Regions from separate parts of the Mus musculus genome. Here regions 1, 2, 3, 5 and 6 are each linked to region 4. The links are chromatin contacts, called in public Hi-C, Micro-C, promoter capture Hi-C and targeted proximity ligation maps. All regions are on one chromosome and are shown on one strand. The core of a region is the stretch at or near the end of the contact, and the rest is flanking DNA. Distances in the headings are between cores, read along the strand shown. Region 1 holds the start of Zfp707 (zinc finger protein 707). Region 2 holds the start of Ly6h (lymphocyte antigen 6 complex, locus H). Region 3 holds the start of Zfp41 (zinc finger protein 41). Region 4 holds the start of Mafa (v-maf musculoaponeurotic fibrosarcoma oncogene family, protein A (avian)). Region 5 has its middle 18 kb from the start of Ly6h. Region 6 holds the start of Gfus (GDP-L-fucose synthase).

What was found. Promoter capture Hi-C pulls out the DNA fragments that hold promoters and counts their contacts. A called contact is a pair of places that touch in the nucleus more often than the background predicts.
Region 1: a promoter capture Hi-C map of cranial neural crest shows a contact between it and region 4. A contact is called at or near these places in 3 of 39 promoter capture datasets (cranial neural crest, embryonic stem cells and pre-B cells), 3 of 130 datasets of targeted methods (embryonic stem cells, memory CD8 T cells and pancreatic cancer cells) and 2 of 9 other capture datasets (liver and macrophages).
Region 2: a Micro-C map of embryonic stem cells shows a contact between it and region 4, with 2.2 times the contacts expected there. A contact is called at or near these places in 2 of 39 promoter capture datasets (hippocampal neurons and pre-B cells), 5 of 484 Hi-C or Micro-C datasets (cortical neurons and embryonic stem cells) and 2 of 130 datasets of targeted methods (embryonic forebrain and forebrain).
Region 3: a contact with region 4 is called in a Micro-C map of embryonic stem cells, with 3 times the contacts expected there. A contact is called at or near these places in 7 of 484 Hi-C or Micro-C datasets (CD4 T cells, LSK cells, cardiomyocytes and 1 more), 1 of 130 datasets of targeted methods (pancreatic cancer cells) and 1 of 9 other capture datasets (adipose tissue).
Region 5: a Hi-C map of cortical neurons shows a contact between it and region 4. A contact is called at or near these places in 2 of 39 promoter capture datasets (hippocampal neurons and pre-B cells), 3 of 484 Hi-C or Micro-C datasets (cerebral cortex and cortical neurons) and 3 of 130 datasets of targeted methods (embryonic forebrain, embryonic stem cells and forebrain).
Region 6: a targeted proximity ligation map of pancreatic cancer cells shows a contact between it and region 4. A contact is called at or near these places in 2 of 39 promoter capture datasets (both in embryonic stem cells), 2 of 484 Hi-C or Micro-C datasets (both in embryonic stem cells), 6 of 130 datasets of targeted methods (the HPC-7 cell line, embryonic midbrain, embryonic stem cells and 2 more) and 2 of 9 other capture datasets (adipose tissue and liver).

What each region holds. Positions count from the first base shown.
Region 1 is chr15:75,967,084-75,970,711 of GRCm38.p6, reverse strand. It overlaps Zfp707 (zinc finger protein 707), which reads right to left and starts at 1,589. Exons shown (of 4, transcript NM_001347040.2): 1 at 1,308-1,589. The coding sequence starts at 1,415. It also overlaps the pseudogene Eif2s3x-ps1.
Region 2 is chr15:75,565,639-75,569,627 of GRCm38.p6, reverse strand. Ly6h (lymphocyte antigen 6 complex, locus H) reads left to right here and starts at 2,446. Exons shown (of 4, transcript NM_011837.3): 1 at 2,446-2,865; 2 at 3,369-3,496; 3 at 3,929-3,989. The coding sequence starts at 2,864.
Region 3 is chr15:75,614,882-75,618,603 of GRCm38.p6, reverse strand. Zfp41 (zinc finger protein 41) reads right to left here and starts at 1,920. Exons shown (of 3, transcript NM_001044718.2): 1 at 1,784-1,920; 2 at 1-560. The coding sequence starts at 403.
Region 4 is chr15:75,746,668-75,750,466 of GRCm38.p6, reverse strand. Mafa (v-maf musculoaponeurotic fibrosarcoma oncogene family, protein A (avian)) reads left to right here and starts at 2,146. Exons shown (of 1, transcript NM_194350.2): 1 at 2,146-3,799. The coding sequence starts at 2,545. The coding sequence ends at 3,624.
Region 5 is chr15:75,547,559-75,551,086 of GRCm38.p6, reverse strand. No RefSeq gene overlaps it. Among named protein-coding and RNA genes, the nearest start is that of Ly6h, 18 kb to the left of the region's middle.
Region 6 is chr15:75,927,540-75,931,226 of GRCm38.p6, reverse strand. It overlaps Gfus (GDP-L-fucose synthase), which reads left to right and starts at 1,409. Exons shown (of 11, transcript NM_001357005.1): 1 at 1,409-1,508; 2 at 2,178-2,335; 3 at 2,684-2,798. The coding sequence starts at 2,190.

The DNA of each region.
Region 1 (3,628 bases), core at 340-2,839, 220 kb before region 4:
TAAAGTTCCGACCCAAAAAAAACCCCAAAAAAATCAGTTCAGTTTAGAGAAGAAAGGCTTATCTAGCTTACGATTCCAAGTTACCATCCCGTCAAGGCAGCTAGTCATATCAGTCAAAAGCAGAAGAATGAACTAATGCAGTTTTAGAACTCACCTAGCTTTCTCTAACCTTCCACAGTCCAGGACCCCAAATCTGGGTCCGCTCATATCAATTAAGCTAATCAAGGCAATTCCCCACAGGCATGCCCACAAGCCAACCGGAACTAAATAATCCCTTGAAACATTCTTCCCAAATTACTTGATTGCGTCAAGTTGAGAAATTAACCATTACACCAACTTTGACGAAAAAGCTATGTCAAAGACCGTTTGGGATAGTTAAAAAGCAAGCCAAACAAAACAACATTTAATGAAACCAACAAGAGAGTTTCTGATTCTAAAAGGGAGTTAGAAAGATTAAAGAAAGATTAAAAGGCAAGCAACAGAGAAAGAATTTCCAAATCGTTTTCTGCCAAAGAACTAGTATCTAGAATCACTTCTAAAAATTAACATAGAAAGAGATAACTTTTTTTTTTTTTGGGGGGGGGGGTTGAGACAGGGTTTCTCTGTGTAGCCCTGGCTGTCCTGGAACTCACTCTGTAGACCAGGCTGGCCTCGAACTCAGAAATCCGCCTGCCTCTGCCTCCCAAGTGCTGGGATTAAAGGCGTGCACCACCACTGCCCAGCTAAGAGATAACATTTTAAAAGAGAGAGAGAAAAAAAAAAAACCTAACTAATCTTAACACTCAGGTGACAGAGGCAAAGGGGTCAGCACAAGTTGAGGCCAGTCAGGCTATAAATTATTTTAACAGCTATCACAAAAGTTGCGCCTAGAGGCATTCAACCTTGTGACATTGCGACATAACTAACCAACCACCTACACTGTGCTGATATGCATTCTTATCTATACTCGACTAGCAAGGCTGCAAATTGGGACACACCTGGAAGACCCGAAGCTCGGGAAACACAGGTCTGGGTAGTGACTGCCAACCACAAACTCTGCATGATAAAACCAGAATATATATTTCTCATCTGAACACCAGAACTGGTGCCACAAGCCTGGCTGGACTTCAAGGCCGGAGAGCAGGGAGTGTGGGAAACACTAAAACAGAAAGTTGTAGTCCTGGAAAGCAGGAGCAGACAGACCCAGACTGAGACCCTAGGACCGCCGGAGCGCGGTACCTGCCAGAAGCAGGAAACCCGAGCGCCCGTGCCAAGGGGACCCAGGTGGGCGCGGGGCCAGGGATTGGGGGTAGAGGGTCCGAGCTCACCGGAGGAGCATCGCCGTTAGCTCGCTCGGGAAGAGCGCTGCCCCGTCGGAAGCAGCGCTCTCGTCGAGCTTCGCCGAGAGCAGCAGCTGCAGCAAGACGCCGGCGCATCTGAAGGCCGCGGGGGATGCCGGGGGTAGGGTCGGCTTCAGCGCAAGCGCAGTGGCGCGGAGCAGAGCAACCCAAAGCAGCACCACCGTCGGATTCCCCAGCTCCTGCACCTTTAAACGTCAACTCCCGTGCGCGCCGCACTGACTTCAACTCTCCAGCGGAAATACGCCAATCAGAAGCGTCTTCCGGCTACTTAAAGGGCGGGGCCAGATAAAAGGGCGGAAGTGTGCGCGAGCCCGCCCCCAGGGGCCCAGCCCTTCCGTTGATATGGGTGGTCTGTGGGTTTTTTTTCGTGTGTTCCTGAGCCCACTGGAAGGAGGTGTTTGTTTTGATGGGCTTGGGGGACAAGGTTTCACTGTGTTGCCCTGGCTATTCTGGAACTCTCTTTGTAGACCATGTTGGCTTCAAATCAGAAATGTCCATGCCCCAGAGAACCTATCTCCAGTTCTCAAGCAGCCAGAACCATCAACATTCTTTGTTTGGAATTTGTCCTATGGCTGTCTAAACTGATGTTTGCCAGTTTGCTTCATGTTAGTGGCATGGGTCAGGATTTCCTACTTTGTTCATTGGGGTCACTGGACCCTTAGGCCACTGTGATGCCAAATTTAATTTGAAAGATGCAAACTTATTTGTAATTCTAATTCTAGTTTAGGCAGCCTTCGTCCCACCATAAGATAGCTGAGCAGATGGAAAGGAAGATACGTCCTTTCCCCTCTGAGCAAGATGGCTGGGGGATGTTACCAAGTTGACACCACTTTCACGTGAAGTTATCAGCAGACAAGCTACAATTAATATTGTTACAACTGGTCATGGAGCTCATGGGAAGTCCACCGTGGTGAAGGTTATTTCTGGAGTTCACACTGTCAGATTCAAAAATGAGCTAGAAAGAAACATTACCATCAAGCTTGGACATGCTCATGCTAAGACTTATAAACTTTGATGACTCAAGTTGTCCTAGACCAGATCATGTGGAAGCAGTACACCAGATAAGTTTCCTACATACATTCTGGGGGCCAAAGGGAACTTCAAATTAGTCAGACATGTTTCCTTTGTTGACTGTCCTGGCCATGATATTTTGATGGCTACGATGCTGAACAGTGCAGTAGAGATGGATGCAGCTCTTCTGTTGATAGCTAGTAATGAATCATGCCCTTGGCCCGAACACCTGACTGCTGTAGAAATCACGAAACTCAAGCATATTTTGATCTTACAGAATAAAATTGATCTGGTAAAAGAAAGTCAGGCTAAGGAACAATATGAGCAAAATCTCGCATTTGTGCAAGGAACGATAGCAGAAAGGGGCACCAATTATTCCAATTTCTGCTCAACTGAAGTATAATATTGAAGTTGTCTGTGAGTATATAGTGAAGAAAATACCAGTGGCCCCAAGAGACTTTACTTCAGAGCCCCATCTCATTGTTATCAGTCCATCTGATGTCAACAAACCTGGCTGTGAAGTCGATGACCTTAAGGGAGGTATAGCTGGTGGTAGTATTCTAAAAGGAGTGTTAAAGGTATGCCAGGAGATAGAAGTCAGACCCCGTATTGTCTCCAAAGATAGGGAAGGAAAACTCATGTGTAAACCAACCTTTTCCAATATTGTGTCACTTTTTTGGGGGAAACATAATGATCTTCAGTATGCTGCCCCAGGTGGTCTCACTGGAGTTGGAACAAAGATCGGCCCCACTGTGTGCTGAGCTGGTAGAATGGTGGGACAAGTGCTTGGTGCAGTTGGAGCGTTACCTGAAATATTCACAGAACTGGAAATCTCCTATTTCCTGCTTAAACGTCTTCTGGGTGTACGTACTGAAGGAGACAAGAAAGCAGCCAAGGTCCAAAAGCTGTCTAAGAATGAAGTGCTTATGGTCAACATAGGATCCCTGTTGACAGGAGGAAGAGTTAGTGCTGTTAAGGCTGATTTGGGCAAAATTGTTTTGACCAGTCCTGTGTGTACAGAAGAAAGGAGAAAAAATTGCCCTTAACAGAAGAGTTGAGAAACACTGGCGTTTAATTGGTTGGGGTCAGATAAGAAGAGGAGTGACCATTAAGCCAACTGTAGATGATGACTGAAGACTCCAAGTTAAACAATGCCTTGGGAAAGAGTTGGAATTTCTTTTAATAGCCTATGGGGTATATTTTCAAAACAATACTAGAAAGAATTAATTTCCTAGCTCATTATCTTACTACTAGCTATCTATGTTTATTCTTATATT
Region 2 (3,989 bases), core at 1,197-3,696, 180 kb after region 4:
GATCTTAATGACTTATCCTTCTGTCTAAGGGAAATTGTGTCTCTTGGTGCCCAGCTCCTGGGCTTTATCACTCTTTCTCTGCTCTTCAAATGAGATCATGCACACATTCCCTCCTTAACATCCTAGCTAGCACTGTGGTATTTCAGCTTTTTTGGGAATCATCCTCCTAATTGATGTCACGTTTTACATTTCATTGTGGTCTGAATTAGCAATCATCCTCCTAATTGATGTCACGTTTTACATTTCATTGTGGTCTGAATTAGCATTTCCTTGGTAACCAATGATATTTAGTATTCTTCTGCAAACCTGTAACTACCTGTATGCCTTCTTTTGAGACATATTTAGTTAGATCCTTTGTTGATTTTGAGTCAGGCTGTTTGTTTTCTTGCTACTAAGTTGTTTTCTAGACTTTTGGTTATCTGAAATTTTGTTTTACTCCTAATTTTAGACAAAGGTGCATAAAATTCTGACTTAGGCATTTCTCTAGCACTGCAAAGATCCTATTTCACCCTCTTTGGTTTTGATTGCTCTGCCCCAAGATTCTTTAGAATTATCTTCTCTATTTTCTAGGTTTTCCTGTCTTTGGTGGGCTGCAATTTTGCTATGTTGTGCTTAGGTAAATCATCATTTGTTATTTTGCTTATTATACATCAGAATCTCTACCAACACTTATCTTTCACCAGTTCTGACTTATTTTAAGTAGACTGTCTCTAAACACCATCACTGGAATTTCAATTAGACTTTTCTTAGCTCTCTGCACACAATCTTTTGTGGTTCTAAACTTCTTATTTTGTGTTACATCATTGATCTCTTGTGGGCAGGAGTCCTACCACTGAATTATATCCTTAGCCTTTCCTGATGATTTCTTCAAATTTGTCTTCCAGCTCATAAATTCCCTCTTCATCTGTGTCTAATTTGCTGGCTAATTTAACTCTGTGCTAAGTTGTTTTTCTTTTTTAAACATCAACTTTATTAAGATACAATATATCACATACCACACAACTCATTCTTTATTGAATACATTTCAGTGACTTTTAGTGTATTAATAAAGTTGTGTATCCATCACCAGAATCTAATTTTAGGGCATTTCATTACTACAAAATGATTAGTCGTGTCCCAAGCCGGTCATTCCTTTCCCTCCCTGTACTTGGCTAATCTTTCTGTCTTTGTTGGATTCTTACACTTTGGGGCATTTCATGTAAATAAAAGGGTGTGACATGTAGGGTGTTTGTTGCTTCCCCCCCGCCCCCCCAGATTTCTTTTTCAGTGATCACCTCCTTTTCCTGGGAGTCCTTTTAAGGCCTGCATTGGTCTTTTTTCATGTGAGCGAAGTTTCTTTCTGTCAGGTAAACTTGCGGTTTGGCTTGGGGTTGTGTGTTTCTTCTTCTAGCATGTCTTAATAAGCACATTGGCTTTGTGTTCGAGGAGGTTTGTTAGTGTTGAGGGAAATCTAGTCAGGCCGCCTGCCTTTTCAAGCTGCGGCATGATGAACAGGGGTTCAAGGACCATTTACTCCCCTAAAAACACTTCTTACCTAGAAGCCTCACCAAGCCTCTGCTCTGCAAGAATCCATACTATAGCTCAGCCTGTCAACCTGAGTGCAGGCTCAGGCACAGCTGCTCTCACCCCAGTCTGATGGCAGGCTGGCTCTGGGCTCCACAATGGAGTGGAGTGCGGGACTTCTTTTGCAGAGAATTGTGTATGAACTAATTCTTATCCTCGGCACTCTCTTCATCTAGATCCCTTCTTCAAAGTGTCTAGTCCCTCTATTCCTCAGCACTTGTGAACTACTCAAGTGCTCACGCTGTTTGATCACCTGGTGACTTGTGTGACCCTGGGCAGGAGGAGGCTCTATTGCTAAGTGTTCTCCTTACCTGTAACTCAACACCGAGACACCAAGGCAACATGCATCTATAATGTGCTGTTTAGATCAAAGAGAACAGACTATACGCTCAGACTGACAGCAGAGGTTGTCACATCTAGCAAGGACTTGGTATTAGTGACAGTCATTTGTCTGGTATGAGGTTCTGTGGTGGGGGTGGGGCGGGCGGGCAGAATCCAAGGTGTGCTAGCTGCTTTTTCCAGGGCCTAGGGTTTTGAACACGGAACACCTTTCCTCCTGTGTGACAAGGGAGCGAAGGGAGCTGTGGCTTACCCTGAGCCCAAGAGAGCTGGAAGGGCAGGGGGGGAGCAGGAGCCCAAGGTGTGAACCTGGTGTGATCCTTACACAGGGGCCAGGATTGTCATCTCTGTGTGTGGGTGTGGTTGGTAACAAAAGTCCCTAGGGCTGAGTTGCCGGTGGGCGTCGTCATGGGCACTCTTAGGAGTAGAATTGGCTGGAACTATCGGATGCGAGGTGGATGCTGGGGAGGGAGGAGCCCCAAGGCTGGGCGTCTGAACCCCACAGCCCTACCTCTCCGCTTCCCTCTTTCGCTGCGTCTTTGTGCATTTTGCTTCCTTTAGCAGCCAAAGCTCTTCCGAGAATCTGCAAGGGACCTCGGCCAAGCAGAGTGGGAGGATCCTCCCACGCCGGGTAGGGAGGTGGAAAAGGGTGGGGGGCTGCTGCGGCGGGAGCAGGAGCGGGAGACCTAGAAGGGGCGTTGCGCGCGGACGAAAGGCGCCGAGGCCGGGTAGGGCGACCTGCTGAGTGGCCTCCAGCCCTGGGCGCCCCCCACCCCGCGCGTCTCCCAGCTGTGCGAGGCCCCCGCCCCGGTTCCGCCCCGCCCCTCGCGCGGGGTCCGCGTCTGCGGCTGCGTTCCCCGAAAGACGAAGCTGCGCCCCGGTTCCGGTCCGCAGGGAGACCGAAGGGCATCGCTCCCCGCGCCGTGCCCGCCGCTGAGCCCGGAGTGCGGACACCCCAGGGATGTGAGTGCGCCCCCCACCCCGAGGCCCGCACTCCACGCCCCGATTCGCGGTGAGCGCCGAGGCGCGCGCGCGGGGACCAGGGGAGGGGACTCGGCGCGGGGTTCCCGGCCCCCCAGCCCAGGGGTGGGGACGAGGACGGGGACGCGGCGCGCAACCCTCCCCCGCCGGCAGGTAAGGTGCGCTCCCTCCTCCCGCTTTTCCTGTCCGGACGCACCTACAGCTCCTTGGGGAGAGAAGACAATCTCCCCACGCAGGTGCAGGGCGAAGGCTGCGGGGACCTCGGGTGGCCACCTCACCGGAGAGGGCAGACCTCTTTTCCCTGGAGGGGAGGCTGTGATGGTGGATGCTCCCGGTGATGGGTTGGGGGTGGGGCATTGCGAGCTCCTGGACCTCCCCCCCCCCCCCCGCGCGCTTTTGATTCCTGGGGGATGGTTACATCTTCAGGCCAGAAAAGGGAAGGGTGTTTAGGGTTGGGTCCTCTGACCGAGGCTATTCCCCTCCAGGCCTGCGCCCCAGAGGACCCCCGCCTGCAGCCCCCGCGCCTCTTTCAGGCCCTATCGGAGCATGCTGCCTGCAGCCATGAAGAGCCTCGGTCTGGCGCTGCTGGCCTTGCTTCTCTGCCCCTCGCCGGGTGAGTCGGGGGCCCGCGGGGAGGGGTCATATCACGGGAAGCACCACTCTTAGATCTCAGCTCCAGCCACCGGGGGCTCTCCCCACACTCGAGGGCATCCAGCGCCTTTCCACCTTTCTTCTAGTACTGCGCAGATGTCCCTCATTCTCAGAGGTTCAGCGAGCTTCCTATTAAGTCGGGTGGACCTTTCCTGTCTTGGAACCTACCTATCTTTGGGGGTGCTGTGTGTAGGAGTAAGAGGATGCGGGAGGCAGGATGTGTAGGCACAGCACAGGGTCAACCTGGAGGCCCACTCTGGGTCTTGTGGGAGTGAACTCTTCTGTGAGCATGGTTCTGCCGTGATAGCTGCAGCAGGTTGGGGAAGAGGGGGTGTAGGGTCTGGCTGTCCAGACTCGGGTTCCCCTGGTTATCCCTCTCTCATGCCCTGCCTAGCCCATGGCCTGTGGTGCCAGGACTGCACCCTGGCCAATTCCAGCCATTGCGCTCCGAAGCA
Region 3 (3,722 bases), core at 671-3,170, 130 kb after region 4:
TTTGATGTTTGGTGACATCTGAGCTGTGCCTGAAGGTCTTCCCACACTGGTCACACTTAAAGGGCTTCTCTCCAGTGTGAACTCTCTGGTGGCGAATGTGATCTGTCTTGTGTTTAAAGATCCGTCCACATTCACCACACTCATAGGGCTTCTTCCTCTGAAAAGGGACAAACACGGGGACACCCTCAAAGTCATCTTTAAACGAGGCATCGAAGGCATCAAAGATATGTGCTTCGTCCTCGGGGCTCAGGACAGGTTCTTTTCGGGGTCTGCGGGGCTTTCTTGGCTTCTTGGTTGCCTTTTTCCCCTTTGATGTTTTCTCTCCCTTGACAGTGGCCTTTTGCGCACCTGCCTCCTCCTTTGGGGCCTGACTCTTCTTTTTCCTAGTTGCAGGCTTTTCCATTGCTGCTCTTAGGAAGCAGGAAACCCCCCTGGAGGCCAGGGAAGGCTGAGGGTTTTCAGACAGTGGCTGCCTGGCTCCTTCTCTGGGACTTCGCTGTCAGGGACAGCTCCTGCGTACGAAGCTGCATCAAGCAGACAGAACCACGGTCGTCTTGCTTCTGGAGGCAAAAGCATGAACAACAGGTCAGAGGCAGCTCTTAGCTCTCTGCAGCTCCACTGTCTTTCCAGCTGCTCACATGATGAGCCCCTCAGACTAAAGTGGACTCCCCAGAGCTCTAGCCCCAGGCCTATAAGCTGAGCTCAGAGCCTCTGGTCCACTGTATGCTCATCTCTTTGAGTGACTCTCTCACTCAGCCACAGACACTCCTGGGCCTGAAGACAAGATTTTCACTCATCCCAGAGAAAGCCATAGCCATCATGGACCGATGGCCATTTTCCACCTCCCCAAACAGAACCTTCCCCGTTCTTCCTTATCCTCTCTACCCGCCCACATTGGGACTGTGCAAACACCCTGGAGTAGGAAGTAACTCTACCATACAACAGCCTGGTTCTGAGCCTGGAAAACTCAGGGCTCTCCTCATAATCCACAGCAAACCCCATCAGACCCCCAAAGGATGCCTCTTGTATTGATGAGGCTCTCTCTATGTGACCCCTCTTTATCTCTAAACCTGCACCATCCCCTTTACTCCCAGAGGCCCAAAGGGGTGGGCTCTGCTGGCAGTTCCATCTAGAGCACCCACACTTTCCCAAAAACACTTTGGGAACACACTGTATTTTGTTCTAAGCATTTGACAAATACCCACATATCTAACCCAGCAGATAAAATTCTTATCCGGATTCAGAGTCCAAGATCCAGGCGGCTAGGTGACTGTTTGCTCTATGTCAGCATCTGAAAGTGTTTGTCTTTTGTGGGACAGCTCAGGAGACACCTGAGAGTCCCTGTCTGCAGCATCACTCAGTACCAATTCAAACACCATCACTCTGGTGAGAGGAATGACAAGCGGGACCCAGGTGTCTGTGTCTGCTCACCAAGGACCATCCTCACTGAAAACTTAAATAGTCATTAAAACCAGAGAAGACCCCAGCGACTTAGCTTATTGCCCCCTCTCTTCACAGGCCTGTGCACAGGAGTAGGTGCGAGTGATTCAGGCAACTTAGTTGAATTCCGCTGACCTAGGGACTCAGGTCCATCAAGGAGCTGCTGGAGCCGGCAGGATAAGGCGCTCAATGCATCCAGCAACAAGGGGCTTCGCTAGGTAGCCCGGCCCACCTTCCCCGCCTCCAAGGACCTCTGCAACACCGCCGAGGTGGTCCACAGAGAAACGACTCAGAAGCCGGCCTTCGCCCGGTCGGGGCTACCGTGCACACACGCAGAGAGTACCTGATGGGTGCCGAGCACAGACGCCGGCGGAACGTGGCCGTAAGCAGGCTGACCGGCGGGCGGGCGACCGTTAACAATGCCCACTTGAGCCCGCCACTCCCGCGCCTAAAGGCGCCCGCCCCTCTGGTGCCGCTCTACCTTCCCCGGCCTCTCGGTGGTGCTGCCGCGCACCCTAAGCCCCGCCCACCGCTCGAAACCCACTCCAGTGCCGCTCTAGGACCCTTGCCGGGTTCTCGGTGGTACCGCCGCAAGCTCCGGAGCCCCGCCTGCTCGTTCACGCCCTTCTGGTGTCGCTCTAGGAGCAGCCGCCCGGCCTCTCTGTGATCCCGTGCTGCGGCCGTAGGCCCGCCTACCTCTCCCCGCCCCTTCGGGTCGGCTCTAGGAGACACTGCCCTCGCTCCTTGTGATGCTGTGGCTGCGGGCTCGAGCTTCGCTTGAGAGGATGCTAAGCAGGCGTCTGTGCCTGTGCAAGCTTCTGGGCTGCGGGCGGCGCCTTTCTCCCGGCGTGCGCCTCTTCTCAGGACTCCAAGCCTTCTTCTGCAGGCTTCGTGTTATTTCTCAGTCATCGGGTTTGCCATCTGTGGCACGCCGGGATGGCGGACCCAGTAGTGCACGGCCTGTAGCCCCCTGGAATCATCCGACCCCGCCCCTCCTTTCCGGCAAAGCCAGGGTCCCCTGCTCTGTCCTTAACGCGGGCCTTTACAGATATTTAAATCTAGTCACTTCTTGTGCTCTTTCGACTTTCTGGGTATATTCTCCACTATTATATTTGGTTAGGCTGGCTTAGAACTAGCAATCTCTTGCCTCGGTCGAGTCCTGGGACGATAGGTGTGGCCCACGGCGCTTGGAGAATGAAGTTATGAGAAACGAATCGAGAGCTGTTGTGTGCTTGGTGAAGTCTCCCTGGGGGCGCCATTTTACATGACTAGTACACAGTGTTAGTGCCTCCTGTGCTGCAGAAGCCTGTATCAAACCTCTAACAGACCCTTTCTTTAAGTGTCGTCTCCACCTCATCCGTTTAGATTCAACGCCAACATGCTAGATAAATGTAATTGTCCAGCGTGCAACTTGGCGGAGCTTGCCGATTATCATTCAGGCATCGCTGTCTAGATTCACAAGAGTGGCTGTGTATTGAATGGTGGTTCATTCAGCCTCCTGAACAGCTGCCTCTGCGCTGTGTGCATCACAGCTTTGGGATCCTTTGTCCACTGAAGGACGTGTTTACAAGGTTGTTGGGAAGCAGCGCCCCCCCCCCCGCCCTCCCCCCGTGCTGTTTCATTTCCCTGGGACCGTGCCCAGGAAGGCAGTTGCTAGGTCCCAAACTGCATGTTGCCTTTTGCAAGAAACAGACAAGCTGCTTTCCAGAGAGCCTGTGCCATTTCTCATTCATTCCTACCAGTGGCATGGGGCTTTCTGGCTTACCAGCATTTGGTACAGGGAGGTAGGGCATCTCCTTGCTTGCTTTCCCCAGAAGGTTAGTGGCCTGTGTGCTTCCTGCCATCTTTCATGTAGTCCCCAGTCTCTTACCTATCCTCTAATGAGGTGGGCTGAGCTGGATGCGCATAGACTGTTGGTATCATTCTTGTTCTTTTCAGCTCTCAGGCATGCTCCAGCTTGTCCCTACCCCCACGCCCCTTCATTTGTGGAAGAGATTCTGTTTTGGAGTGGCTCCTCTCTGGAGAATTATACCCTTCTCTTGTCAGTGAGACTCAACTGCTAAGCCTGTGGCTTGGGCTTGCTCACGTGGTCCAAGTTTTTCTCTAAGAAGACAATGAAGTGTCTTCTGCTAAGAAGCTCCAGTGTCTGGACACAAGCTCTGAGCCATCTGGACACATGGCCCCTTTGTCTGGTGGCCAGGATTATTTGCTGTGTACAGCTTAGGGTCGGCCTGAGGAGATGCTGTCTTCAGTGATATACAACTGAGACATGTCTGTTCCTG
Region 4 (3,799 bases), core at 897-3,396:
CTTCTCTTCTTTTCTTATCTTTTCTTTTCTTTTTATCTTCGAGATGGGTTTCTCTGTGTAGCCCTGGCTGTCTTGGAGCTCGCTCTGTAGATCAGGCTGGCCTTGAACTCAGAAATCTGCATGCCCCTGTTTCCCAAGTACTGGGATTAAAGGTATATGCCACCACACCCACACCAGGAGTGGAGTCCAGAGAAGGCAGACTGCCCAATCTCATCATCTCACTCTGTACCCTTTTTAGTAAGCCCAAGGCCACATGGGATGCTGTGCCCAGACATGTAGCTCATCCTTAAGTCCCAGAGCTTCTGGGGCTCAGGCTGAGTGTCCTAGTCTAATGCCTTTGCCAGGCTACAGGAGACATAGAGAACTGAAACACTGGCTCTCCTGGTGAGACCTCGTGCTCTAACTCAAAGGCTCCCCTTTGGCCACAGGTGGATCTGATATAGGTTACCTTGGACAAGGCCAGTTGCTTTTCACGGCCTCCTTTCCTCATCCGTAGAATGGGCATGATTACACTGATGGCTGTGGCTACCACCTCAGCACTGTAGAGTCCCAAAGATAGACATTCCAATGGCTCCCCGAAGTCTCCTTTGGAACAGGCTGAGGGGAGAGTTTTGTAGGGGTTTCCTCATGCTTTTTTTGTTTGTTTGTTTGTTTCTGAAGACCAAGCCTGCACAGATGAATATGAAGGTGAGGAGTGTCTGGACACTGAGGGAAGGAGCTGGGAGCTATTTGCTCCTAGCTGCCAGGCATCCCCTGTGAAATAGCAGGCACCTGTAGAGGGAGTAGGCAAAGCCCTTGGCACCATGACATCCTGGATAGGTATCCTGTGAATACCCTTTCAAACTTTTTCCACCTTGTGCACAAATGGTTTATATTTAAGAATCGATTGATTGATTGATTGATTGATTGACTGATTGATTGATTTTTAGTTTTTCGAGGCAAGATTTCTCTGTGCAGACTTGGCTGTCCTGGGACTTGCTCTGTAGACCAGGCTGGCCTTGAACTCCCAGAAATCTTCCTGTCTTGGGAGAGCTGGGGCTAAAGGCCTGCACCACCATTGCCCGTCTATTATTTTTAATAGTCAACGGCATATAAGATTATAGATAACAGAGAGGAGAAAACCGCACTCTGGGTCACATCCAGCTGTTGTTCGTGAATGCACGCCCTTTCTATCTTCGGTTGGGATCTGGAATTCTGGAGGAGGGAGGGGAGGGGAGGGTGTCACAGAACTCACATCTTGTCACCCACCCTCCCTGTTGTCCTTGTGGCTTTCTTTTGCTCGGAAGCGGCCTCCTACTAGGTGTGTAGAGACATTCAGCAAGTGTGACGGTGGCAATCTGCTTGCCACTTGTCACTCCAACTTGCCCCCACCCAGCAAGGCTCCTCCAAACCGCCCTGGTGGGCAGCTGGGTCTGAGATTCCTTGTGGGCATTTCTGCAGGCGTCCAGACCCATCAGCCCCATGAATTCAATTCAGAGAAATGGGTTCTCTACGCAGGGAGTACCCGAGACCTGCTCCTCTAGCCCCGTGGTGGCCACAGGCGTCTGTCCCACTCCACCTACCACAACGCTCAGAGGCCTGCGGTTCCACCGTGCATCCCGCCGCCCGAGGTGCCAGCAACTTTGTTGACTGAATTCCTGAACCCATCCCAACCACAGGATAAAAATAGCTGGCGCTCCCGGGCAGCTCGGGAGTCACCGGTGTCAGGATAGTTAGAGGTCCCCATTCTGGAGACTCCAGGCCACTTGGGCCTGGTGCGGGACACAGCCAGCTAGACCACCTAATGGATCTGAGACACCGAAGGAGTACCCTGGACGAGGGCCTCCTCAGCTTCCCTGCACTCTCTGGCTTTACGATCCTGGAACCTCAGAATCTGCCACTTGGTCTCGCGCCCTCTGCTGTGCAGTCCCATGCGGCGGCCACCAGGGGGCCCTGCCCACTCCTCTTGCCGACGGCCCTTCCCCACCCCTTCCCACAGCTGTTTCCCGCAGGAGATTGACAGCTGGGCTCCGGGTTGCCATGGGGATAGGCAAATGAGGGCGGCAGGTCTGGGGCTCCGATTGGCCCGGGGGCGTCGGCCCCCACCTGGGGAGGCGGGCCCAGAAGCGCGTCTCTATAAAGGCTTGTGCGGCTCTGCGCCGGGCCGAGGGAGGCGGGGCCGGCCGGCAGCGCGGGTGGGGCGCGGGGCGGGGCCGGGCGGGAGAGCCCGGAGCGCGGCTGAGCCCGGGGCGCGGCCTCTGCACCCTCCAGGCCAGGACCGCGGAGGAACAGAAGGAGGAGGAGGGCAGGATTGGGGGCCCTGCGCCCGCTCGTAGCGGGCCGGGGGGCCACCCGAGAGGCCTGGCCGGCGGCGTCCCCTGAGCACAGCCCAGAGTTGACAGCAGGAAACTTTTGCTGCTGCGCCCTTCGGCGGCGCGACCAGAGCCTGAGCCCACCGCGGCCCGGGGGGGAGCTAGGGGGAGAGAGGCCCGCGGCTCCCCCCACGCTCCCCCGCCGCCCGTCGGGGCGCGGCCGGGCGCGGCGGCGGGGCTGGGGCCCCGGGCGATGGCCGCGGAGCTGGCGATGGGCGCAGAGCTGCCCAGCAGCCCACTGGCCATCGAGTACGTCAACGACTTCGACCTGATGAAGTTCGAGGTGAAGAAGGAGCCGCCCGAGGCCGAGCGCTTCTGCCACCGCCTGCCGCCCGGCTCGCTGTCCTCGACGCCCCTCAGCACGCCCTGCTCCTCGGTGCCCTCTTCGCCCAGCTTCTGCGCACCCAGCCCGGGCACAGGCGGCGGCGCGGGCGGCGGGGGCAGCGCGGCTCAGGCCGGGGGCGCCCCGGGGCCGCCGAGTGGAGGCCCCGGCACTGTCGGGGGCGCCTCAGGAAAAGCGGTGCTGGAGGATCTGTACTGGATGAGCGGGTACCAGCACCACCTGAACCCCGAGGCGCTCAACCTGACGCCGGAGGACGCGGTGGAGGCGCTCATCGGCAGCGGCCACCACGGCGCGCACCACGGCGCGCATCACCCGGCGGCTGCTGCGGCCTATGAGGCCTTCCGGGGTCAGAGCTTCGCGGGCGGCGGCGGCGCGGACGACATGGGTGCCGGCCACCACCACGGCGCACACCACACTGCCCACCATCATCACTCTGCCCACCATCACCATCACCACCATCACCACCACGGAGGCTCTGGCCACCACGGCGGAGGCGCGGGTCACGGCGGAGGCGGCGCAGGCCACCACGTGCGCTTGGAGGAGCGCTTCTCCGACGACCAGCTGGTATCCATGTCCGTGCGGGAGCTGAACCGGCAGCTCCGCGGCTTCAGCAAGGAGGAGGTCATCCGACTGAAACAGAAGCGGCGCACGCTCAAGAACCGCGGCTACGCGCAGTCGTGCCGCTTCAAGCGGGTGCAGCAGCGGCACATTCTGGAGAGCGAGAAGTGCCAGCTCCAGAGCCAGGTGGAGCAGCTGAAGCTGGAGGTGGGGCGTCTGGCCAAGGAGCGGGACCTGTACAAGGAGAAATACGAGAAGTTGGCGGGCCGGGGCGGCCCCGGGGGCGCGGGCGGGGCCGGCTTCCCTCGGGAGCCCTCGCCAGCGCAGGCTGGCCCCGGGGCGGCCAAAGGCGCACCCGACTTCTTTCTGTGAGTGCCGGACCCTGGGCCTCGCCACGGCCGGGGACAAGTTTGCGCAGGCCGCCCCGGTCTCGGTTCAGACTCTGAGGCCCGGGACGCGCGCTCCGGCGGTGCAGCCGCAGCTGCCGGGGTCCTCCTGTCCGCCCTGCGCACCCCGCCGCCAAGCCCCAGCTCCAGGTACCTACCGC
Region 5 (3,528 bases), core at 472-2,971, 200 kb after region 4:
GTTACTCCACAGTGCTTTATAGACCTGTGGGAGGGGACTAGGAACGGAATAAAACAGAGATTTGGTCTGGGTTTCTACTCAGTGTTTTTTGAGACAATGTATCATGAATTGTAGGCTGAATCGTCCTCCCAGTCGTTACATAGCTGAGGGTTGTGATCCTTCTGCTTCAGCTCCCAAACGCTGGGATCGCAAGCCTGCACCACCACATCCAGTTGTGTGCTGCTGCAGGTTAAACCCAGGCCTTCAGGCACAATAAGCAAGTAATCTAGCAACTGAGTCACATCCCCAGTCTTAAGATTATTTTTGAAACGGGATCTTCCTGTTTTGTTGTTCAGCTCCAGGGTAGCTGAGATGAAATGTTTAGCTTACTGTGCCTGACTAGACCTAATAAAATTTCCTTCTTCCATCTAGCATCTGTTCAGGATCAATTAATTAATATATCCATCTGTCATTTCATCTCTTATTATCAACCTTTCTGCCAATTATCTATTATTATCTCTGTATATATTAAATTATATATCATCTACCAATTATCTGTTATTTGTTATCTATCTATCTATCTATCTATCTATCTATCTATCTATCTATCTCCATTTATCTGTCATCTACCTGCCCACCTTCCTACCTATTGACCATCTATCATCTATGTATCCATTATCTATTTGTGGCGGTTTGATGAGAACTGTTCCTCTCAGGCTCAGGTTTTGGAACATTTGAGGTGGTAGTAGGGAGGTGCAGCCTCGAAGGAGGCAATATGCCACTCTGTGTGTGTGTGTGTGTGTGTGTGTGTGTGTGTGTGTGTGTGTGTGTGTGTGTGGTGTGTGTGTGTGTGTCTTTGGGAGCTTTTAGTCTGCTTCTCTCCAGTTTTCTCTCTGTGTTTTGCATGTGTCTGGAGATGTGTTGTTTCCTGCTTCTGCCAGAGAGCCTGCTGCTTGCTGCTATGCCTTTTGGGATTCTTATTCCTCTGGACCCATAAACCCAAAATAAACTCCTTCATCCCTATGCTTCTTTGGACTATGGTGTTTTATCAAAGCAACTCTTTCTCTCCTAAGTCGCTTTGTTGTTTTTTGTTTGTTTGTTCTGTTTTTTTTTTTTTTTAATCACAGCAACAGAAACAAAACTAGGTGAGGGACTGGGGCAGTGAGGCCACTTAGACCCTTGTGTTCAAGGCCACTAAGGCTCTAGATTGGAGAGGGACATGAGGACGACAGAGGGTTCTTGGATGCAGATGCCAGCTTCCTGGGAGGGTGGGCTCTGGGGAAGGTTGGAAGGTGCCCTAGCTATGGGCTAGACCTGGGCATGCCTGGTCACTATCTTGGCCCAGGGAACCTCAACCAACTCTGGCATATCTGAGTGATAAGGACAGGAGTGGGCTGCTGGTTTAAGCCCCAACAAGGTAAGGTATTCAGCTCGAGCTTTGCCTGCCCTTTTCTAGACATTCTTTTTTGTTCCACGTGTTTGTTTCAGGTGCTGCTTGGCACTGAGTTCCACACCGGTTTCCCTGGAGACGCTCACCAAGATGTTGCTGTCTTTTGGCAGGGATGGCTTTCTCCTGGCTCCCTCTTCCCAGTGAGCAGTGTGCTGAGGGGGTTTGTTCAGTAGCATCTGGGTTGCTTCTTGATTGTGCAGATGACTTTCAGGTGGCACTGTGTAGACACCTCCTGTGTGTTGTTATGGTGCTCTGGACGCTCGCACCTACCCACCCCCTGGGAGAACATGCTCAGCACAGCTGGCTGAGGTGGAAAAGTCAGGTTTCCCCCTTTTTGTTTTGAGACTTGCACTATTAGAAACCAGCCAGGGGTCACTTTGATCAGCGATGCCCTGCTGAAACACACACAGCAAAACACACAAATAATTTCCTAATCTCACTCTTACTATTGGCCTTTAAGAAAACCAGATTGTCCAATAACCCTGGGAGAAGGGAGGACAACAGCCCTCTCCTGGAGGTGTTGAAGGTGACCTATTTCACTAGTGGTGGTGGGGGCCCCTATGTCTGCTGAGCCATCTCCTGGAGGAGTGGGCCCTCTGGTGTCCATATGAGGGATGGCAAGTGATCTTCTTTAGCCACTGCATGGCTATGAGCAGTCTGCCCCATTAGGAAGCACAGACGTAGCACTACTTCCTGCTCTGCTTCTTGCTCAAGTTCAGCCTTACATGAGGGGTTAGGTAGAGACTCAAAGCCCCCAGGAATATCTGAAGGCTTCTGTGGGTGTACCTCAGGTGGCTCACCAATGCTACCAAGCCACTAAGTTGTGTACACTCATGTGAGGCTGCTCTAGAGTTCCTTCCATATGTGTTATCCTCTTGGCATATTTGTTGGCTCACATCTGACCTGGAGCAGGCTGCAAGATGTCCATCACATGTGGACATTAGCACAGACAGAGTCTTGAGCCAGAGCTAGACCATGACACTCCCCTCATGGGCTCTTCAGCATTGAACCAGCACTTCTCTCGAGAAACAATGGGGTGATAAAGACAGCATTGCAACATCCTCTGAGCAGTGGCTCCAGGTGCTCAGTGAAGAGAGTTGCTAGGGTGCCATTCACTGATTCTGGGATTATCCAGGTAAGCCCCTCTTGGCTGGGAAGCCAGGTCTGCAGTTTCTCCACTACTGGTCCTTGGTGAGCCTGGGATCGGGGAAGGAGGACTGGAGAGTTACACTCTTGCCCTGGGGATCTCAGAGCTCTGAAACATCCCTTCTGTTGGCACAATTCCCCTTGGGGCTTGTCTCACTTGGATCTCTAAAGAGCATCCATTCCAGTTCTTCCATTTTACACCACCCCCCATCACAGGACTCACAGGCAAAGAGACACTGAGTGGTTCTGCTGCCTGGCAACAGCCACAGAGTCAAGTCTCAGACAAGAACAGCTAGCTCTTCAGGAGCCTTTCTTAAAAAATTTTATTTAATTAATTATTTATTTATTCATGTAATGTATATGAGTACACTGTAGCTGTCTTCAGACACACCAGAAGAGGGCGTCAGATCTTGTTACAGATGGTTGTGAGCCACCATGTGGTTGCTGGGATTTGTACTCCAGACCTTTGGAAGAGCAGTCGGGTGCTCTTACCCACTGAGCCATCTCACCAGCCCCATCTCTCCACCTGTAATAAGGAGCACGGAGTCCCAACACTGCCAGCTGGTCACATAGGCCATGTTGGCTGGTGGCACAAGTGTGAAGGCATAGATCTCCACCCCCATGAAGCCCTCCAATTGAACTTGTCTCTTTCTCTCTAATGTCAGGATTTTGGTCAACTGTCATGATGCTGGGCATTTATACTGACTGCACTTGGAAGTCTGAAGCAGGAAGATTAGGAGTTTGAGACCAGCTTGGCTATATGGCAAGACTCTGTATCAAAAACAAAACAATAAAACAAAACTAAGACCAAGTAAACAAAAGGCCAAGGGCCAGGGCTGGAGTGGTAGATCTGTGGTTAAGAGCCCTGGCTGCTCTTCCAGCAGACCTAGCTTCTAGTTCCAGAACCCATACAGTAGCTCGCTACCATCCATAATTCCAGTCTGAGGGGATCC
Region 6 (3,687 bases), core at 160-2,659, 180 kb before region 4:
AGGACCAGCCGGAGCAAGCAACCTTCATTCCCAGCAACCACATGATGGCTCACAACCATCAGTACAGCTACAGTGCGTACACGTAAAATAAAAAAAAATAAAATAAGGTAAAATAAAAAGAAATGATAGATCTGAGGCATTTTAAAGAGGCTGTGGTTTCATATGGGATGAATTTGTCTTTTGTGGAATAAATTCTAAGTAACTGGGCTACTCAAAATAGAATTATTCCTCAACACTGGAAGGGGCTGGTAACAGCTGTACTAGACTCTGGTCCACAATTGCAAACTCTAACTAAATTCAATGAGTCATTTAAAAGACATAAAAATGAGAAGAGGCGGGTTGGAGAGATGGCTCAGCGGTTAAGAGCACTGACTGCTCTTCCAGAGGTCCTGAGTTCAAATCCCAGCAACCACATAGTGGCTCACAACCATCTGTAATGGGATCTGACACCCTCTTCTGGTGTGTCTGAAGACAGCTACAGTGTACTCATATACATAAAATAAATAGATTTAAAAAAATTAGAAGAGGCTCAGGGGGATGAACTCATTTTGTAGAACAGGCTGGCCTCAAATTCAGAGATCTGCCTGACTCTGCCTCTCAAGTGCTGGAATTAAAGGTAGAGTGTGCTCTCCCACACTCTGTGTGTGTATTCTTAAGCCTGTGTCTCTATTTTTAAATTAACACTACTATCACAGTTGATAGACATATAAACTTAGCTAAACTGAATAATCTGCTGTCCTACTTACCTCCTCATAACCAATATTTTTTAGGTTTTTTTTTTATACATTATTTAGTTTTTATGTATGGGTACATGTGTGGGACAGTGTGAGCGTGAAAATCAGAGAACGACTTGTGGAAGTCAGTTCTGGCTTTCCAGTAAGTGGATCCGAGTGGATCGAATTCAGACGAACAGGCTTGGAGTTAAGTACCTTTAAAAACACCATTCCAACATTGGCTGATATTTTAATTTTTCATTATGAAACACACTTTAAGATGTTGTCGAGGTAGAAGAGATTTTATTCACTGCTTTAAAATACTCAATTTAGGTAAAGAAATCGAGTCTTGTGTGAACTCTTGGCTGGAACACACAACTGGTAAGGGATGCTGGCTCAGCCAGGCGCCTGGCCACTCAGACACGCAGACCGGCTAATGGGAAATGATTTTCCTTGCAGGATAAGAACTGGAGATTCCTTGCCAGCCCACTAGTCCCTTGAGGGACCTGTGTCCGTTTAACCACTAGAGTGTGTCTAGGTGTGCAGCTTGTCCTCTGCATTGCAGTTCCAGCGGTGAGACGGGACCATCCCCGCCCCGCCCACAGGACTCGGTTTCCCAGATGGCCGTGAGGCCCAGAAGACATTTCCCAGAAGGGCCCGCGCCTCACTGGCGCGTGACAAAGACTCCATTTCCCAGAGTTCCCCGGGAGGGTCTCGCCCCCCTCCACTTGAACCGGGAATAGCTGGAGAATTGTGCACCGGAAGTAGCTCTTGGGCTGGTGGAACCCATCGCAGGTGAGATTTACAGTTGGATTCGGCGCAGCAAACCGGGGATCTCGCAGGCTGGTCAGGGCCGTAAGAGTACGTCTCGCATTGTGGGTCTACGTGGGGTTGGGCTGGGTCGGGAACCAAGGGGTTTGGGGCCCGGGCCCTTGCTCATCTTGGTAACGGTGGAGCCATGCGGCTGGTTCAGAGCCCCCCTACAGAAACCGTAAAAAATTCCAGCGTCCTGAGGCCGTCCAGCGGTGCACCCTGCCCTAAACTACTAGGCTTTCTTAGACCGTAGGCTATCAGCTCAGCATTTGTGGGTACGGGACTCCAAGTACGAGCACCGCCCCTTGTCTGTCTGTAGGGTGAACGTTGGGGAGAAGCAGCCGCTATGATCTGTGCAGGGACCTGCCAGCCCTAATTTTGCAGTCGTAGGGATGAGGTGTACCTTTCCTCTGCCTAGTAGGGTCATGGGTTGGAACCAAGCTACTTTGTTTGGGATGGCGGCCAGCAGGAAGCTATAATGCCCAGGGCAAAGGACTTCCTGGGGGAACAGAGTTGGGTGTGTCTGTCAGCCTGTTGTCGCTCCTCCTTGGAAGTTTTGATTCTGTGCCTGCTGCCATTGGCCAAGGAGAATGGGGTAGGGAAAATGGCACATCCTGTATCCTCCTTAGCTTACACCATTTGGCCCTCCAGGTGCAGACCATAATGGGCGAACCCCATGGATCCATGAGGATCCTAGTGACAGGGGGCTCTGGACTGGTGGGTAGAGCCATCCAGAAGGTGGTTGCAGATGGGGCCGGCTTACCTGGAGAGGAATGGGTGTTTGTCTCCTCCAAAGATGCAGATCTGACGTAAGTTGCGACCATATTCAGACCCAATTCCTCCTCTTGGTTCCCTTTCCAGACAGAATAATACCCTGACCGGGTTTGTTCCTGAGCCTAGAAGTAATCTACCCCGAGTTTGGGTCCTCCCTGCCAGGTGACAGGCTGTAGTTGCTGGCTGTGCTCTTAAGTAAACATCCTCCTGTAGTTCCGGGATTCCCAGCCGACAGCTGCTAAAGCTCTGAACTTAGCTACTTGTCTCTGTGGCTGCCCTTCCAGCCATGGATCCATTCAGTTTCTAGACTCACTGCCCAAGCCTCAAACTCCTGATCTCCTCAGGCCTCCCTAGCCCTCCCCTGACATCCTGGCTTCCCTCAGGGATGCAGCCCAAACCCAAGCACTCTTCCAGAAAGTACAGCCCACCCACGTCATCCATCTCGCTGCAATGGTAGGCGGCCTTTTCCGGAATATCAAATACAACTTGGATTTCTGGGTAAGTTGGAGTGCTCCAGGGGCAACAAGCATTGGGAGCCAGGAGCTTAGGTTCTTGAAACTTCCACAGGTTTACCCCCAAGAAGTCCCCGAGGGCTGGTTTTGTACAGCCCTCAGGACATTTGGCCAAGTGCCGACCTGCAGATTGAGAAGCTGAAAGAAACCTGCACACCACACTATGTATCTGGGACTGAGCTTGCTTGGCTGCTAGATTGTCTGTTTGTCTGTCTGTCTATATCTATTTACGTAATGTGCATTGGTGTTTTGCTTGTATGTATGTCTGTGTGAGGATGTCTAGTCTCTTGGAACTTGAGGTACAGACAGTTATGAGCTAGCATGTGGGTGCTGGGATTTGATCCTTTGGAAGAGCAGCCAGTGCTCTTAACTGCTGAGCCATCTCTCTGACCCCCAAATTTTTCTTTCTTTCTCTCCTTTTTGTTTTGTTTTTGGGGGTTTGTTGATTTGTTTTGGTTTTTGAGACAGGGTTGTAGCCCTGCCTGTCCTGGAACTTTCTCTATAGACAAGACTAGCCTCAAAACTCACAGATTCGTTGCCTGCTTCTGCCTCTGGAGTGCTGGGATTAAAGGCGTGCTCCATCATTGGCCAGGCTGCCAGATTCTTGTACTCCCAGGCTTGGTTTCCTCAGCCCTCTGAATCTACCAACCACTCCCGTATGTTGGAGTGTCTGTAGCATGTGCCTTAGGAGAAGGGGCAAAACGGAAGAGCCCTGCTTCTGCCCACCGTGCTCCTGAGAATCTGCCCTCCTGCCTTTGAGCAGTCAGTGGCTTTGATCTAGCTGGCCTAACTAGACACTGCAGTATGCAAAGGTTCCCACCAGATTTTGCCCCAGGACTCTCAACCAAAGCTCTTCTTGCCCATCCCACTCTTTT